2 separate regions of the Ovis canadensis genome follow, and region 2 is linked to region 1. Evidence: chromatin contacts called from public Hi-C data. All regions are on one chromosome and are shown on one strand. Each heading gives the region's core, a stretch centred on a gene start, on an enhancer-like site or on the middle of the called end of the contact. The rest is flanking DNA. Distances are from core to core; before and after follow the strand shown. Region 1 has its middle 210 kb from the start of CD47. Region 2 holds the start of CD47 (CD47 molecule).

What was found. A called contact is a pair of places that touch in the nucleus more often than the background predicts.
Region 2: a contact with region 1 is called in a Hi-C map of lung, with 3 times the contacts expected there. The contact joins the promoter of CD47 here to the enhancer-like site in region 1. A contact is called at or near these places in 2 of 2 Hi-C or Micro-C datasets (fibroblasts and lung).

Annotation. Positions count from the first base shown.
Region 1 is chr1:175,973,893-175,980,869 of ARS-UI_OviCan_v2, reverse strand. No RefSeq gene overlaps it. Among named protein-coding and RNA genes, the nearest start is that of CD47, 210 kb to the left of the region's middle. Within about 2 kb of position 1,624, the one cell type or tissue checked has open chromatin away from gene starts, as enhancers often do. A contact at or near this core is called in fibroblasts, where this site is marked.
Region 2 is chr1:176,188,309-176,195,410 of ARS-UI_OviCan_v2, reverse strand. It overlaps CD47 (CD47 molecule), which reads left to right and starts at 5,489. Exons shown (of 9, transcript XM_069552636.1): 1 at 5,489-6,195. The coding sequence starts at 6,150.

The sequences.
Region 1 (6,977 bases), core at 375-2,874:
CTAATTTAAAGTGATTCCCAGATGACCAGCCTGGAGCCATCCTCTCCTGAATGCAGAGAACCCTGGGGTATGAGGTGTGTGTGTGTGTGGGGGGGGGGGTTTGCTTGTCTTTAGTCTGACATGAATATCAGCCACTTTGATTCCTCCTGGAAGGAAAAGCAGCCTTCAAATTTGTGCATATCCTCCTTTCAACATAATGAAGCATTCCATAAACTGAGTATCCCAGGACTCAATTATAAAGGCCAAATTGCTATTTTACTCACTAAGATAAATAGCTCTCGTCTCATCAGTCTTGCCCTTTGTAATTTACCTTATCTGGTGGACACTTCACAATAACCCTATGAGCAAAGCGTTTGTTCTAGTCAGGGATCTGTTGGTCACAGGTAACAAAAGCTCAATTCAACCCAAGAAAACAGGAAGGAATGGAGGTTGGGGGGATTGTTGCAAGGTTGTAGTGCAGTCTCACAGGAATCTAGGAAACATTGAGCAATCAGGTCTTGGGACACGCAAAATTGAGGTGGCTTTGTGAATTGTCACTCTCTACTTCCACCCCTTGCATCAAGTGCCCCCCTGGTCTGCAGACTTATTCTAGAGCAGAATCATGTGCTGAGAGCGCCACAAAGCCTGATTATCAGGGGCTAAGGTGAGAGGCAGAATTCCTGCCTGCAATGCACAAGAACATGGGTTCAATCCCTTGGTGGGAAAGAGCCGTTGAAGAAGGAAACAGCAACCTACACCAGTATTCTTACCTGAGAAATCCTATGGACAGAGAAGCCTGGTGGGCTACAGTCCATGGGGTTACAAAGAGTCAGACACGACGCTAAACAACAACAAGGTGAGAGGCAGATTGCCAGACCGGAGGGTATAGGCAAAGCATTACCCCCAAGCGATTCTAGTACACTGCTACTAGCTCCATTCATCACATAGGGAAACTGAGGCACATCAAAGTTAGGAGGGCTCAGTCCTACAGCGAGTAAGTGGCTCTCAGCTATCTGAGGGCTTGGGTGTTGTATTCAGACAGATCCAAATTGAAATCCCATAGTTTGCTTGCTGTTGGGTCCTTAACAGGTTACTTAATCTCTTTGCATTTCAATTTCTTCACTATCAAAATGGGCTTATGTCAAAGGCTCATTTTTAGGATTAAATTAAATGAGTATAATCGATTTAACCCATATAATTTAGTACCTGGAATAGAAGAGCAAGCAAAAAAAAAAAAAAAAAAAGATACTAGCCTTTCTGTCATCTATGGAACCCTGAGCTAGGCTGCACCACAGTTTACCACTGAGTGTGATGGGTTCTGGGCTTCCTCATGGCTCAGCAGTGAAGAATCTGCCTGCAATGCCGAAGATGCATGTTTGATCCCTAGGTCAGAAAGATCCCTTGGAGAAGAGCATGGCTACACACTCCAGCATTCTTTCCAGGGAAATCCCATGGTCAGAGGAGCCGGCCAGGCTACGGGTCCATGGAGTCACGAAGAGTCAGATACAGCTGAGCACGCATGCACCCGTGTTACGTGTTCTTCCTTCAAGTGTCTGTCTCAGACTTCCACTCTCAGACTTCCAGCTCCATGGAGGCAGTGTCTCATTCCTCTCGCATCACACCCTGGGCTGGCTAAGCACATTGGCAGTCTCTTCAAATTCTTGTGGAATTAAACCGGTTGAATCATTTCACAAGTCACTCTCGTCCCGCAATGCCCTAAGGACGCCACATCACCATTGTTTCATTGTCACTGGCGTCTCTGGGGCACCAACCTGGTGTTTTTCTCTTTTCCCTTCTTTCTGTCTTTCATGCAGCTCCACCTGGAGGCCAACGGCCTGAGTTTGTCATGAAGTCAAATTTATCACAGGAGAAAAATGTCCCCCAGTAAAGCAGGGCTGTTCAACTTCGCATGACTACAGACAAAGAAAAGAAATCCTGGATTCTACTTCCTGGGTAAGTTATTAGGGTATTTCTTTGTTGGAGTGAAGGGGGAGGGAAGACAAGAAATCTTTATGTCAAGTGGGGATTTGGGGTAACATTTAAAGTAAAGGACTACATGAAAAGCAAGTCCAGTTAACCCTTGAACAGCATGCATTCGAACTGTGCAGGTCCACTTATATACAAATTTCTTTTTCAGTAAATTTATTGGAAAAAATTTTGGAGATCTGCAGCAATTTGAACAAACTCACAGACAAACCACATAGCCTAAAAAAAAATTGGAAAAAAAGTAAGACAAAGTAAGGTATGACATGAGTGCATAAAATATAGAGAGATGTACACATAACATACAAAATACAGGTTAATCAACTACATTATCAATAAGGTTTTTCGTCAAGAGTAGGTTATTAATAGTCAAATTTGGGGGGAGTCAAAAGTCATACATGGATTTTCCATTATGTGAGTATCGCTGACCTTCCCCTGTGTTCAAGAGTCAACCATATTAGAATTATGAAGACAAAATAAGAAGTGAAGAATTGCTTGCCTAAAGGTGACCTCACAATCCTCCTCCAGTTATTTGCAAAGTGAATATCAGCAATGTGTTCCAAAAATCTCTTAGTGAAAGTAAAAGTGTTAGTCGTGTCAGACTTTGTGACTCCATGGACTGTACCCTGCCAGGCTTCTCCGTCCATGGGATTTTCCAGGCAAGAACACTGGAGTGGGTTGCCATTTCCTTTTCCAGGGGATCTTCCCGACCCAGGCATTGCAGGCAGACTCTTTACCATCTGAACCACCAGGGAAGCCCTAAAAAATCTCCTAGACAAGGTGCTAACTTTGAAGAGAGCTACTCCACAAGGATGCATTAACGATAAGACGAGGAAGGGGAAGGGAACTTCTCTTTGACAAATACTATCATGTGTCTGCACTGACCTATGCACTTACAGTACTTCATTACTGTCCCTTCCCACCCTTGCAACATCAATAATGTTCCAGTATTACAGGTGAGGAAAACCAAAGGTAATGGCCTCAGGCTATGCAATAAGTAAAGGATGCGCTGGAGCCCAGCCAGGGGGATGCTGCAGACAAGATACCAGGTCAGTCTTGCTTCCCCAAATTGCTCATTTCTCTTTTTTGTGCTTCAGGCAACTCAGCTTGACTACCACTATCTGAGAGAGAAGACTGGTCCCTAACAGGACCAACAGAGACTAGAAGAAAGAATGGAGTTGTTGTTTAGGAACCAGCCACAATCTTTATGAGTCACAAACACTCATAAAGAAAGATTTGCACCACTAAGTTTCAAGGAGCTATTGAAAGATCGTTCTGATAAGTATAAAATTATTAGCACATGGGCTTTTGGGTCAGACTGAACTGACCTCCCCCTTTACTATGTGTCCTTGAGCAAGTTACTCAACCTTGCTAGTCTCAAATTCCTTAGTTTTAAAGGAGAATAATAGTTATACCTACCTCATGCTGCTGCTGCTGCTGCTGCTGCTAAGTCGCTTCAGTCGTGTCCGACTCTGTGCGACCCCATAGATGGCAGCTAACCAGGCTCCGCTGTCCCTGGGATTCTCTAGGCAAGAACACTGGAGTAGGTTGCCATTTCCTTCTCCAATGCATGAAAGTGAAAAGTGAAAGGGAAGTCGCTCAGTCGTATCCGACTCTTAGCGACCCCATGGAGTGCAGCCTACCAGGCTCCTCCGTCCAGGGGATTTTCCAGGCAACAATACTGGAGTGGGGTGCCATTGCCTTCTCCATACCTACCTCATAGATCTACTGTAAAGATGAAATGCAATAGACTTGCCAAAGTGTTCCTTGCTAAGGAAAATGCCTTGTGCATAGCAAGCACTCAAGAAACGCTAGCTATCATCAACAGTGGATAATTTTAAAGAAATGGGGATTGGTCACAGAAATTGCTACAAGACATCTATTTCTGCTTTATTGACTATGCCAAACCCTTTGAATGTGTGGATCACAATAAACTGGAAAATTCCGAAAGAGATGGGAATACCAGACCACCTGACCTGCCTCTTGAGAAACCTGTATGCAGGTCAGGAAGCAACTGTTAGAATTGACATGGAACAACAGATTGGTTCCAAATAGGAAAAGGAGTATGTCAAGGCTGTATATTGTCACCCTACTCATTTAACTTACATGCAGAGTACATCATGAGAAACGCTGGGCTGGAAGAAGCACAAGCTGGGATCAAGATTTCCGGGAGAAATATCAATAACCTCAGATATGCAGATGACACCACCCTTATGGCAGAAAGTGAAGAAGAACAAAAGAGCCTCTTGATGAAAGTGAAAGGAGAGTGAAAAAGTTGGCTTAAAGCTCAACATTCAGAAAACAAAGATCATGGCATCCGGTCCCAACACTTCACGGCAAATAGATGGGGAAACAGTGGAAATGGTCGCTGACTTTATTTTTTTGGCCTCCAAAATCACTGCAGATGGTGATTGCAGCCATGAAATTAAAAGACGCTTACTCCTTAGAAGGAAAGTTATGACCAACTTAGCATACTCAAAAGCAGAGACATTACTTTGTCAACAAAGATCCGTCTAGTCAAGGCTATGGTTTTTCCAGTAGTCATGTATGGATGTGAGAGTTGGACTATAAAGAAAGCTGAGCACAGAAGAATTGATGCTTTTGAATTGTAGTGTTGGAGAAGACTCTTGAGAGTCCCTTGGACTGCAAGGAGATCCAACCAGTCCCTCCTAAAGGAGATCAGTCCTGGGTGTTCATTGGAAGGACTGATGTTGAAGCTGAAACTCCAATACTTTGGCCGCCTGATGGGAAGAACAGATTCATTTGAAAAGACCCCGATGCTGGGAAAGATTGAAGGCAGGAGGAGAAGGGGACAACAGAGGATGAAATGGTTGGATGGCATCACTGACTCAATGGACATGAGCTTGGGTAAACTCCGGGAGTTGGTGATGGACAGGGAGGCCTGGCGTGCTGCGCTTCATGGGGTCACAATGAGTCGGACGTGACTGAGTGACTGAACTGAACTGAACTGAATGAAGAGATGTGAATCATTTACAAATAGTACACATTTGCATGTAGACAGTAATGAGATAATATCCTTAAATACAGTGTGTTTTCTCTAAGAAGCCTGAACATATTCCTTCCCACTGATCCTGAACCCCACCATGTTACTTATTTACATTGCTAAACTGCTTAGCAACGCCCATTCTAGGCTTGAGTAGAGACATAAAATTTCAATCAAGAATAGGACAAAATATCACAAATGTTAAATAAACATACAACTATCATATTAAATGTCAAACATAAAAATCACCTTTACTTTAAAGTATCTTCTCAGGGTTTGACTCTCTGTAAATTCAAATGGTTCTTCCTATGTCATGTGTGAGGTGAGGGCTTGATGTGTTTGTAGAAATGTGTGGAGCATCTCAGGAAGGGTGTTTTGCTCCTTTTTTTAAGCATGTAAGGGATTTATATATTTTTTGGGGGGGGAGCATTTCTCTGCTTGTGGAATCTTAGTTTCCCCACCAGAGATCAAACCTATGACCCCTGTGGTGGAAGCACAGGGTCTGAACCACTGAAGTCCCAAGTAAGGAACTTAATTGTCTCATACAACAAGTTAGGAAGCCTGGGGAGGCCAGTTCAGGTCTGGAATAGGCAGCTAAACTTGTCTGCCAGCTCTGTCATCCTTATTGAGAAGGTTTTGTGTCCCTGGCACCTGTAGGCATTGCTCCAGGAAAAAGGAAGGAAATGAAAGGCCAAAATGGCTTACAAGTCCAATTTTTCTAGATGCTCTGCCCAAGAAGTCTTCCCAGAAGCTCTTTAGTTAAGATTGGGTCCAAGGGAATCTGTCTTCCCCCTGAATCTTGCAGCTGGGTGTGTGTGTGGGGGGGGGGGGGGTGTGTCTGTGTCTGTGTCTGTGTGTATACATCTTGGGAAAGAATGAATCACTCTGCTCCAGGTTCCAGAATCTGGTCTCATTAATCCTACACTCTCTTTCCTTCCTTTCAAACTTTGATTAGCTCAACAATGATAGAGGGGAGAAAGATGACAGTGATAAACTCTCCCTTCAGAAAGAGATAGAAAGATTTACTTATTATGTTTTTGAGGACATGAATCCAGTCTTTGTCTCAGTTATTCTATCGAGCAGAGTAATTTATGAGCCTCCAATATCCACAACACCCTGAAATTTCATCTGCTACCAATATCCTTCTGCCAAGGATAATGTTCTCAGCTTTCTGATAACAGGCTTTCCCATTCTTCACATATCCTTCCTATTTGCCCCGTCTGTAACCTTCCCTGGAGGAGCTCTTATTATTGGCATGCCATTTTAAATCCTGTTTTCAAACAAGGTAGGAAAAGCAGAAATAAGCAAATGTTAGATTTTATGATTGACTCAGAAGGCCTTAGCTAGGTTTTCCAACATGAATTTTTGAGGGCTGATCTTTTGAATGACTACAACAGAGACTCCAATATTACTCTCTTTTTCAGGTGGAGACCTTGCCATGGTATATACTTTTTATCTCTGTCTCTTTTTCTCCTTCTTGTCCTCCTGAATGTGGAACTTAGCATCAGGAGGCCCACCTCAAAGCTTTTCTCAGGTCTAATTTCTAGCATGATTAGTTTGGAGTCTAGGATAAAACACTTTACCATTCTTGGTATCTATTTTTTTTATTTATCCAGTGAGGTATCTGTATTAGGTAAATGCCAAAGTCCTTTCCAACTCCAAAATTTTTAACCCTTTATGCATCTGAGAGGGACTTTTACCTATGGATAAACTGTAAAAGGTCACAGCAGGCTAACATCTATACCATAGCAAAAGAAAAATAAAGAAAACATACATTTCAAATATCATTAAAGATACTGAAGAGCTATGGATGCAAAGAGAATTAAATAAACTAAAATTTCTAAGTGAGCTTACATTACCAATAGTTTGCTTCCCAAGGAGCATTTGTCCATTTTGGGTACAAACTTAAGACTGGATTTAGGCCAAGAAGAAGGACTCTACTGGGAAAAAGAGCATACAGCAGAACCCTTGGTGAAGGTATGTGACTGAAATAATGACTTAGAGAACTGTA
Region 2 (7,102 bases), core at 4,240-6,739, 210 kb before region 1:
TGCAGGGAAATGCACACCAGAGCAGGTTGTCAGCTCTCTGGTAGGATATCTCTTACTGGAAACCTTTAGTCCTGCTACCATCCTCCTCCAGGGAGGCAGCTTCTATTTCCAGTATTCACCTCTAACTGAAACACAGGTGAGGAAGAAGACCGTTTCCTGCTGCTGGAGCCTTCCTTCTATCTCCCTCACCAAATCCATCTCCCCAGCCACACATGGGTATTTTTCAGCTGCCAAATGAAACAAACCCAGAGAACACGGACCCTCATTGCTACCCAGCTTTATTCAATGACTAGGACTCCTATGCTTTCCTGGTGGCTCAGTAGGTAAAGGATCTGCCTGCAAAATAGGAGACCTGGGTTTGATCCCCGGGTTGAGAAGATCCCCTAGAGAAGGAAATGGCAACCCACTCTAGTATTCTTGCCTGGAGGATCCCATGGACAGAGGAGCCTGGTGGGCTACAGTCCATAGGTCACAAGACCCATGGACTGTAGCAACTAAACCACCACCTGTGCTTTAATAACTGGGTCAAATTGAAGTAACATCCTAGGACGCTGGTAACATCCTAGGAAGTCAAATTGAAGTAACATCCTAGGATCCTGAGCTAGATGAGAGAGACAAGGGTTCCTCAGCATTCAATCACCAACACAGTGCGCAGAAGAGCAGGAGGATTAAGGACTTCCCACTGGGCTAGCTTAAGTCAAAATTGTAGACAGTTCACCAACTACAGTGCTTTCTCAAGGCTCCAAATCAGCGGTTGGGGATCCTTTTGAAACACTTTTCACTGCCCTTCTAGGAGACCCATCTCACTCTGCTGCTGCTGCTGCTAAGTCGCTTCAGTTGTGTCCGACTCTGTGCGACCCCATAGACGGCAGCCCACCAGGCTCACCCGTCCCTGGGATTCTCCAGGCAAGAACACTGGAGTGGGTTGCCATCTCACTATAAGAAGATTGTAATCCTAAGAGCTGATACTGATTGTGTGATTGTTGTATACACAGCTCTATGTAACTATAAAAGTGTTAACTTTCTAAATTCTCAAGGCAACTTGAAGAGTTAATTTCTATTATTTTTATCAGTTTGTCATCTAACTTTTAAAATGAGGAAAGGAAAATAGAACTCAGAAAGATTATATAACTTGTCCAAGGTTGGCTGGTGGTACCTGGCTATAATTCAGGCTAATGTGTTTCAGTATGCTATGGGGTGTTTCTGTACGCACATGGCACACGTGATTGGTTTAACATACGCAGAGCCCTTAGAACTCAACCAGGTACTGTGCCAGACCCTGGAGATACAAATAGACCCAGAAACATTTCATTTTTTTCATTGATAACATGATAGAAGAGGACAGGTATATAGAAAGAAATATATATTGACACATTTTACTGTGTCATGAATACAACTGTTTCATACCACAATGTTTATTGAGGCATGAACAAAGTGTAATAGAAGAGGTCATTAGACCTTAAAAGTGGTAGAGAGAGTTAAGAGAAAAAGGAAAAATAAGGTTGAGAAAAGCTACGTAGAAGAGGTAAAATTTGATCTTAGTCTTGAAGGATGAGTTGGAATTCTTTGGCTTGAAGAGAGAGGGGAAAAAATGTGGGGGACGACACATGAGGCAGAGGGAACAGCATGACTGAAGTACAGAAGCTTGAAAATAGAATAGTCCCAGCAAGGAAAAGTCCATTGTTACAAGTGTAAAATGCTTGACCGGGGCATGAAAATTAGCTAGGATCACATTGGCCAGAACTGTTAAAAATACAAGAATCTTCATTACAAATAGCACCTCCCTCAAATTATATTCAGAAACACTAAGAGAGATAATACTCATCATGTACTGCAACTAACTTGATGACTGATAAGCCCCAAAATGGAACTTAATGGTGATAAAAGTCTCTTATGTACCAGAAAACCATCAGGGTTAGCTCATTAGTGCAGTTCATGGAGCATCCCCTTTTGATGGATACTTTGCCAGACAATCATAGCAAATAGAGTTCCTGGCCTTGAGAGGTTGTTGATCATTCTTTCATTCATCATCTTAATGACCGATTTTTGATTACCTCTTGTGTGCCAGGCAATGGGGCTAGCAGAGAACAAGACTCATGTGGCCTCTCCCCTCATTGGGCTTAGGAAGGAGTTACTATTGAACAGGAAGAAAGCAACACAAACAGGTATGTTTTAACATAACAAAGTAACTGATATGTACCAAACAACGGAAAATACAGAGAAGGGGCCCTGAACTTACAGTGGGGGAATCCTGGGCTTTGGTCTACTGTGGGATCATTCGATGTAGGTTCACTTACATCAAAAGGTGTATCTGGCCCTCCACAAAGCGTAGGCCTTGCACAGTTAGGCAGGTACAGTTCTGAGCTAACTCTCCAGAGTATCAAGGATCATGCATGGCACACCAACATGGGAAGAAAAAAAGGTTCCAGTTGAATGAAAAATTGTGGTAAGGACACAACTGTATCAACATAAATTTTTAGATAATACCCTAACAATATGGGCCACGTGGTAGGATGTAGATACAGTTTGGGGAGAAAGATAGAAGTAGGTGTGCTGTTGAGACAGAACCGGAAAGAAAGGGGAGCTGATCATGACTTGAGAAGGGACGCTTGTGAACATTTTCGCCGGCCTTGGAGTCAGACTAACCACCATCCCCTCCCTGAGCAAAGTTCACCTTCCTTATCTGTAAGGGTAATGATGATGGGAAAGGGTAGCAATTGTTTGGGCTTGTGAGTTTATTTATCTACAAAGGGGAAACTATAACATCTTTGATGTTACAGAGTGAAAAGAGAAAGTAGGAAAAAGAGGGCAAATGAGTTAGACACAAAGGACCATAGACAATGTGCTCATCATCCCTCTTTCCCTTTGCTTCTTTGTCACTGAAATGAAGATCCTAAAACCCGTTCCAAGGTTGTTGTGAAGATTTAGGTAATATACCTAATGTGTATTACCTCTGTTCAAAATATTCTATGCATTATTCTTTTGCTTTCTATCCAAGAAAACTCCTTACGTAAAGATAAGATGAGCTCAAAACCCACCCCCGCCCCACAAAATGCTTGCAAATGTTAAAAGGGAAACCACAAAAATGAGGTGCTTAGATACTTGAGAAAGGAGCCCAAGTTATCTCAAAGAGAAAATCATCAAACCTAGGTAGGTTGCTTTGGATCGTCTCTCCCAGAACAGGCCTCCTCATGCCCCACCATCAAAACATATCCTGGTCAGATTCCCAAGGCAGAGGTGGTCACCCAGGTGGCCTCTCATTCACCTGGCTTAAGCTATTCCATTTTCTTCACAAACTACCTTAAGCACATGATGTCAGCAGTTCCCACAATAAAACAGAGCATCACTGATCTCCACCTCTGAAGGTTAGGGACAGTCCTCCCCAGTCATTCTTCAGCTTTAGGGGGGTTGGTGGATCTCAGGGACAGCTGACAGCCTTATTTAGCCAACCAGCTGCTCTGTGATACACAATGTCCCGAATGCTCAAAGTCTGATGGATGATTCTTTTGTATCCACAGAAGCAGCAGTTGGAGGAGAATCCATCAGTCCCTTTGGTAGCCTCAGGGTGTCAAAGCTGTCATTCAAATCATTACCATCATAATTATTAACCATTGTTTTAGTAAGATATCTGCCAGGCAATTGTTTTTTCTTTCTTTCATTCTTTTTTTAATCATTAAAAAACAATCAAATTTCACTGGAGCAATGCTTGCCTCAAGTCACATCTACACGTTTATTAAAACCCCTTCTGTTTGCCTAGTTCAACAGGAAGTCTTGGAGAAGGGAATACTTAATATTCCCTCTCTGATTGTAAAAAATGGATAATGCTGTGGGGAAGAGATTTACACCCACACACACACACACACAATCAAAGGGAAAGTTATGCAGTATATATAATACAATGCCACAGAAGGTCAGAGAGTGGTAATTTTATTTCCTGGATTTTATTACTAAGGGGATGCAATGAAAGAGACACCATGGGTAGAGGATTTGGAGGACTGGAATATTGTGGTGGGAAGATTTTTTGTTTTCCACCAGATGAGTGAAAAACAACCAAGGGAGCAGTGGATATTGAGAAATGGAATACTTCCAACCATGTTGGTACATAAGGATGTCACAATCATCAGCGATTGCACCCATCTGGTGTGAGCAGGTGAGCCCTAAGGGAACTTAGGTAGAAGAATACCTGCTATCTAGCAGCCAGCATAATAGCCAAACTCTGTTATGAGCCCTGGGGAAAGAAAGCTCAAGAGTGAAAACACAGGATGCTGGCCAGGTAGCTGAGATACCTATAAAAGGAATGATTTCAATGAGCCCAGACTCTTGCATCTTCCCATACACAGTTGTTACGGTTTAGTCACTAAGTTGTGTCTGACTCTTTGCTACCTAACCCCACGGACTGCAGCCCAGCAGGTTCTTCTGTCCATGGGAATTTCCCAGGCAAGGATACTGGGAACCAGTTGCCATTTCCTTCTCCAGGGGATCCTCCCCACCCACTGATTAAAACCACAGATTGCACCCCCGTTTCCTGCACTGGTAGGAAAATTGTTTACCTCTGAACCACCAGGGAAGTCCCTTCCATACATAGAAAAGTACTAAATTCCTTAACTTGGGATATCTGGGTTTCTTTAATTAACAATAACCTTCTCATGTTCAGATTACCTGCCCTTTGTTGCAAAGCTTCTATGTAACCTGGCTCCTCCCCCCTTACCTTTTTGGAGCAGTTCTCTCAGGGTTATTTGAGAGGTTCCCTCCCTGGCTTACCTTCTAAAAATTCTGCTGAATAAAACCTAATGCTCAACATTTAGATTGCATGTAATTTTTAAGTTGATAATATGCATGCCAATACAGCAGTCACGAAGCATGACTTTTCAGCAAGCATTTTCATCATTTAGGGTAAATGTTAAAGGGAGTTCTAAAAGGGAATTTGCTTCTGTATAAATGATGTGGTCTGTGTGATTCAGAGAGCTAATCAAAGAACTTGTCCACACTGTGGCTTGGAGACATACTTTGAACCCATTTTTTAAGCAAGGTAAACTCAAACAGCATAGAAGAGGGACCACTGCGAGGGAACTAACCAGGCCCAATGACTTTGCAGGAAGGGGCATCGTGGATACTTCTGCTAACCGTTGCGACCACCCCTGATGGTTGCTAGGGTTTCAGCATCAGGACTTAGAAACTGAACAACAACAAAGTGTTCACCACCACGAATGGAATTTGAGTAATCCCTTTCAAAGGTTGAAAACACAACAGAACTAGGCGAGAAAAAGAATGGAGGATCTGAGAGCGGCCGGGAAAACCAAAGCAGACGGGACGCGGTGAACCCCGGAGGGCCCGGCAGCCCACGAGCAGCGAGTGGAAGTTCCCAGAGGACACGCGACCGCCTGCGACCTGTCCTAGGCGTGGTCCCTCCGGGCTCGCTGCCGGCGGGGGAAGCGTTGAGATGCCCCCACACGGTGAGCGCTCCCACTGCAGGCGGCCGAGCTCCGGGGGAAATGGAGAGGGGTGAGAAGTGTGGAGCCGCGGAGGTCCCATCGCGCGGGAGGACGTTGGATGGAGGGAGAGGCGAGCCACTGTGGGGTCCAGAGGGAAGTGGGCTCCGAGGGAGCGCCACGGAGCAGCGCCTGGGGAGGGGGTTCCTGAAGCGTGAGGCTGGGCGTGAACGCAGGAGAGGACCAGTGGAGATAAGACAGGGGGTCCCCAGGGAGGTAAAAGGGAACAGCAGACAGGGACAGGTGCAGTGAGGTCCCCGGTGAGCGGGAGAACACACACTCAGCCTCCAGCGGGTAGCGGGGGCGGTGTGCGGACATTGACGTGAGAGGAGGCGGCCAGGGGCCGCGGGGCGTGACCGGGAAGCCCCGCGCGCGCCACCGCCAGGGAGCAGGCGGGAGCGGGAACTGGAAGCTGCGAGTCTGGAGGGCGCGGCGTCAACAGCCACCGAGGCGGGGCTGAGGGGAGGCCGAGTGCGCGTGCGCGGCCCGCGCGGGCGTCGGAAGGGGGGGCGTCGGGAGCGCGCGCGCGCGCGCGGCCAGGCAGCCTGGGCAGCGGGTCCTGCCTGTGACAGAAGGTGGCGGCGGGTCCTCTCTGTGTCTGCTGCGGCGCCTGCTCTAGACGCCTGCGGCGGCTGCGGCGACCCAGCGGCGGGCGCGGAGATGTGGCCCCTGGTAGTGGTTCTGCTGCTGGCCTCGGTGCGCTGCGGTGAGTGGTGACTAGCTCTTGGTTCTACAGCTTGTGTCTCGGCGCCCCCGCGGGTGTGTGGGCTGCGCCCGGCTGGCCCGGCGGCTCCCTGGAGAGGGTGGCCGGGGCGCGGGACGAGCGGGCCCTTGCACGGGTGCAAGGCCCCGGGTGCAGACGCGGGAGGGCCCAGCGGGTGATCGGCACCCCCTTCCTTTCTTCCTTTCCTTCCTCTTCCTCTTCCCCCTGGGTGAGAGCGGGGCACATCTTCCCCTGTTTGCCACCACCGAGGAAGACTCCAACCGTGCACCTCGCGCAAAAATTAGCTCTGGAGAGAAGGGGCGCGATCGGAGGCGAGGGGTTGGCAGCTGTTAGGGTATCCCTCTTTCGTACCCCTGTCCCTCCCCGTGCTTTAAACGTTTTGGGGGTTGAAGGAAGGAGAGTAGGAGGGCCCCAGCCTCTTGTGATGCAAGTACGCATTTTGGCAAAGTCTGCTAGAAGGGGTTTCCTCCGTTTGCCCTACCACACGAACATAGGAGTTAAGAGGACGTAAAGGACACAAATAAGTTTCATTTACAACCCAGCGTTTAATCAGAAGATTCTCTGGCTGTTTTTTTTTTTTTCTTTCTTTCTTTTTTTTAACCCTAGAAATATAGCTTACTGGGTGGAAACTACCCCCACGCCCCACCACCATCAGCCACTTCAATACAGTCTAAATTGCGCGTTCAAGTTTTCCTACGTTATTTAGGGGAACCGTTTTAAAAGTAATCCAGATTTCGCTTTAAGTATGAAGATAGTAACCTCTAGTCAAAACACATTTGCGGTAGAGTGGGATTTGGTGTCTTTCAACGCCAAAGGCGTTTTGGCCCCCCAAGCTTTTGGAATCCATTTCGCTTTTTTAGAACGTGTGCTTCGCCTGTAAAAACTGAGG